2 separate regions of the Gossypium hirsutum genome follow, and region 2 is linked to region 1. Evidence: chromatin contacts called from public Hi-C data. All regions are on one chromosome and are shown on one strand. The core of a region is the stretch at or near the end of the contact, and the rest is flanking DNA. Distances in the headings are between cores, read along the strand shown. Region 1 holds the start of LOC107936636 (polyadenylation and cleavage factor homolog 4). Region 2 holds the start of LOC107936638 (serine/threonine-protein kinase CTR1).

What was found. A called contact is a pair of places that touch in the nucleus more often than the background predicts.
Region 2: a Hi-C map of leaf shows a contact between it and region 1, with 2.6 times the contacts expected there. The contact joins the promoter of LOC107936638 here to the promoter of LOC107936636 in region 1. A contact is called at or near these places in 7 of 34 Hi-C or Micro-C datasets (callus and leaf).

The regions. Positions count from the first base shown.
Region 1 is chrA04:59,112,831-59,115,492 of Gossypium_hirsutum_v2.1, forward strand. It overlaps LOC107936636 (polyadenylation and cleavage factor homolog 4), which reads right to left and starts at 1,356. Exons shown (of 10, transcript XR_005925659.1): 1 at 490-1,356.
Region 2 is chrA04:59,248,931-59,251,592 of Gossypium_hirsutum_v2.1, forward strand. LOC107936638 (serine/threonine-protein kinase CTR1) reads right to left here and starts at 1,336. Exons shown (of 16, transcript XR_005925506.1): 1 at 339-1,336.

The sequences.
Region 1 (2,662 bases), core at 106-2,605:
TCTCTTTATATTCCATTTCAACATACGCCTGTAATGTTTACAGTCTCTATAATTCATTGGCCAGCTGTTTACAAATTCTGGGGTGATCAGAAACATATTAGATCCATGAAAAAATAGCACAGACATCCAATGAAAGAAGACATTTGCAGGCAACATGGCCTTAGACCGGAACCGCATAGACTAGGAAGTCATATCACAACATATCATTCCTGCATTTGTCTCTTAACCAACATTATTGTACTCTCATCACCCAATTTTATACTTGAAATAACTGTGCAAAACATTTTAACAAGCCTAGATCGAGACAGACATTGATGAAAGCAAAACTAAAAGGAATCCATTAATCCCAATTTACACTTACAATCCAAATTATACTTTTTCCTCGTTTTTTCGACAGTATAGAACTTGCAATTCAATTTCCTGTACAATTCAAATTCAAAAAGAAAGAGAAAGCTTTAATGCATAAGGCACAGCTAAAACTGAGTTCACCTCAAGAATATTAGCGCAGACAGTTGCAGCAACGGCCTTGGCGGCATGAACATTCTCGCCAGCGATTATTGTCAAGTTAGTAATAATTGGTTTCGAGTTAAAAGTGAGCTCAGCTAACGCCGTCTTATACTGGCTAACTAACTCTTGCTGCTGGTGGTGTTGCTGCTGATGTGACACTGGTTGTGGCTCGTAAGCTCCACCGTCGCCACGGGTCAAATCATTGGTGTCGGAATCATTGGACCGGAATCTCAAACCAGAGGCGGGACCAACTGGGTTCGTTCGTTGAGAAAAATGCCGGATATTAGGGTTCGGAGTGAGGTCTTCAGTTAACCGTGGTTTTTTCAAACCAGGTTCTCTTGATCTATCAAATGATCTACGCGGATTCTCCATGTAAGCAAATCGAAAACCCTAAATTCCTAAATCGATAATCACTCTTATTCTCATTTACAGTCAAATTAGCATATCAATTTACCAAAAGGGGGAAAATTACAACATTACAATAGCCTAAATCGAAACTTTAAAAAATCCAAAACCCTATACAAGAAAGGGAACAAAATAAAACCCTATGGATTATCATATATAAAAAAATAAAAAAAATAAAAAAAGAGAGAGAAAAAGAAAAAGAAAAAAGAAAGAAACGATTCTAATTCTAATTCTAATTCTAATTCTAATTCTAATTCTAATTCTAATTTCTAAAGGTAAAGGAACAAAGAATATCGATCAAAAAGAAAAAATGCAGAGAAAATATTTTCAGAAAGAAGAATTTGAAAGAAGAGGGAGAGGCTGGGTGGAGATAAAGAAAGGAGGAAGGTTAAAAGAGGCTAATTGTAAATATGGAGATTGTGGATGTCCAATAATGCAAAGGTCAGTCCAGAAGGTGAGTGGGAGGGCCTAAGATTTCAAACGGGAAATGTAAAACGGAAAATATTATATTTTATAGCCTTATTTGGTCGGCTTATCTTTGGGCCCTGTAAAGGATAAATACAAATCAACCCAGACCCAACAATTATTTGTAACTAAATTATATATAAATTTTTATTTAATGTATAATTGTATATAATATGTGAAATTCTAATTATGATTCAAATGTATTTTTGAAATTTTAATTTTAATTTAATTATATATATTTAAAGAAATAAATACATCAATTTATTTTTATATTGGATCAATATAATTATTTATGTATGCAATATATAAACATAAAATGATGTTATATCAATAATTTTGTTAATACTTTACAATAATTGGATCAAATCTAAATTTCATGTATAAAATTGCACAAAATCAAAGTTCATATAAACAATTGCACATTAAACCATAGTTCATATATGATTTTGATATTTATCCCTATATTTGTTTTATATATTGTACTAAGCGTAAAAATAAATTTAATATCAATTATTAATTTATCAAAAGGAATTTAAAACTAATGCTAGAACTAATAAAGTAAAAGTATAATAAAATTCATTTCCGACCATCCACTTTGTGTAGAATTAAATTATTAAAGTACAAATAGACTAAAAATGGAATAATTCATACTATAAACTAATTCATTGATTTAAAACACACACATGATAAAAGTTCATAATAGGATACAAAAATTCACACATTTTAATTGTGCATGAAGAATCTTGAACTTATGTACTTAAGACTTAGAGCCTCATTAGCACCTTAATATGATATAAAATGTATCATTTACTAATTATAATATGATATATAAAATATTTACCTTAGCCTTACAAAATGTATTTTTTTTTAATAATTTTATTTAATAATTTTTTTAATATCTAATGACTACTTACCATATTGATATAATAGCTTGGATTTAATTTATTTCTCCATAACTTAAGTAAAAAAAATTGGATTCTAATTTAAAAAATCAAATTCTTTATTTGGATAATAAATAAAAAGTTCGGTTTGAACCGAAGCAAATCCAAGTCAAGAGTTAATTTTTGGATTTTAAAATTCATTTTAAAATTTAGAATTTTCAAAATCCAAGATTGATTAAAAAAATATGAGAACTTTGTTCTCTCTTCTTTCACATTGACATCAAAACTCAAACAAAAAAAGTATTAATTTTACTTATAATATGTCATCAAAGAAGCTCAAGGTTTTTAGAATTGGGTCGGTAGATCCACTGGTTCAATTGATCTAATTGTTTCGATTGAATAAA
Region 2 (2,662 bases), core at 86-2,585, 140 kb after region 1:
AACAAATATTTTCCAAAATGACAATAGATCATCCTCTCCCCAAAGTCAAAATTGAACTAACCCTAAACAAATTGAAAAATAGAGGTAAAGCGGACTAACTTTTCACATCCTATCCTATGCACTATTCAGGGTTCACAACTCAAGCTCAGAAACGCTCATCATCCAGTTTATCTCACGAAAAATCTTTAAATATCTAAAAACGAATTCCATTCCCTATAACACTTATTATATTCACCTATACATATTTCTTCAATCTCCTGGTGTTACTGAGCATTGAGCGTATAAGCTCAGTGTCAACGAACAAAAAATAAAATAAATTTCCAAGAAAACTTTCTTACCCAGAACCGATGGGAAACTGTCTCCGCAGAGCTAGAACTAGCCGACCGGATTGCGGAATCATCCGGAACCGGATCCAAAAAGTTCGGATCATCAGCACAGGTAGCTTCCGACGAAAGCCTCAAAGCCAACGCCAACTGCAACTGATAACTCTCCTCCGTTTGCTGCGCCCAGCTTTTCCCCGACGAGGAACCGCCAATTTTCGTTCTCAAATCCCCATGCCTAAAGCTCCCATTGTGACCGTACACGAATGAATCAATCTCGTTCGCCGCCGTCGTTGAAAGGTTCGGCACATAATAATCTCCCGATAACGAGCTCTCACCGAAGCTACTCCCGCTCGATTGCCGTTGATGACCGACTGATGAAGCATAAGTATTCGTTCCTCCTACGCCGCCGATACGACTCGCTTGCTGCTGGTTCTGACTCTGATTCTGATCCCAATCGAATAAACCTCTCTCTGATTTCACTTTACTGACTTTATTACTCGTAGCTTCGCTCGAAAGCGAATACACGGAGTACTGGTCGTCAGGATACTGACTCAGTAGAGAATAGTTGGATCTTCGACTGGGCATTTCCATTGATAACCTCTAAAGAAAATCGCTGATCACAAAACCTTTTGAACTCTAAGAACCGCCATTGCTGAAGATATCAAGCTTTTTAACCTCTTTTTTCCTCTCTCCCTCTATAATTTGTTTTCCTTTTCATAAACTTCTTTTTCCTCCTTTTCTTCTCTTTCCAGAATCCGAGTTGTGGGAAAGAAACCAAAGAAAAAAAGCGATCCCAGATTCCCAGTTTTATTTGGTCGCCTAATCGTAATATTCTCCTCGTTTCCTTTTGCTTTGCTTTTCCGGGAAAAATCGGATTTCTGGTTCAAACTTCAAACGCTGATTGGATGATATTCTTTTTTCATTTTTCTATAATTTCGCCAAATATATTAAACAAAGGTTTCCTGTTTCGTTTCTGTTTGGTTGGCTGGCTCGATGGCCTAGTGGCGTATGCCTACTCGCTAGTAAATGGGTACATTCCTCCTTTGTAAATAAACATCACGTTACCTCTCACGCGCGTGGCTCCACTTTTCTTTTCCCTGACAAAATAAATATAAATATTTAAGAATTTAGCTTTGGCTGTGTGCATGAACCTGGACCAGATTATTAATTTTATTTATCAAACGTATATGAAGTTTTACTTTCACTTTTTCATTTTGGTAGTTAAAAATTGGATTCCTTGGTATTTATAAAATTCACATCATTTTCTAAAAATACTAGTTATACATTTCTCTGTTTTTCATGCAATGACGAAATCAAGTGTTCACGGACCTTATTTCAAACAAACTTTGTCTCTATTTATTAATTTATAATATATAAATTCTAAATTCAAGTCTTATCCACTGTACATTATTACTATTATAATAATTTAAATATGTTATAATTTCTTCACAAATAAAAAGAACTAGGTTAAATAACGGCTATAGACCGATTTTATTTTTTAATTAAGTATTTAGATTGATTTTAACTTTATTTAGAGAATTAGGTCAGTTTTAAGAGAGAGAAACGGAAAGTGCATCCAGCTAGGTGTTCTTTCTACACCAATGGTAGTAAAGTGCCACTAACTGGACGCGCTTTTCGTTTCTCTCTCCAGAGTTAGGGGTTTTTTATTTTTTAAGTTAGGGTTTTTATTTTATTAGGGTAAGAAATTAGGGTATTTTGAAAGTGTTCAGGGTTTTCGACTGAAACGAAAAAAGTTCTTAGATAGTTTTGAGGAGTCAAGGATATGATAATGCGCCTCAACACACATACATTTCATAAAGTCATGGTGGGATAGGATCATCACCTGAGAAACACATCTTGGGGAAATCAGGTTTTAGGGGCGACAGTGCTTGATACGATCAGAGGTTGAATTCCAAGTAGAGGTCCTAGTCGGCAACTGTGATGCGGTCACAGGTTCGAATATAACCAAGGGTTTGGTGATGGTTGTTACCTGGTCAAGAGTTTAAGCTTTTTGGATACTCGCAAACAATGCCCTATATATACTATACATAAAATTGATGTCATAATCATACGGAAAAACTCTGGGAACTTCCGATGTAATCAACATATTTTTTTCTCTATTTCCAGGCAGCCAGTATCTTGAACATGTCATTTTTTTCGAAGGCTAACACTGAGGTGGACACAAGAAGACTCTTAGGAGGAGAGCGGATATTCCGACACAGTAGAGATCAAACTCGGGTCGACACAGCAGCGGTTGTAATTATTAATGGGTTGTGTAATAACAACAATTATCGTCGCCTTTTACTGCACCGCAACAACCGCTCCTCGCCTAAGAGTCC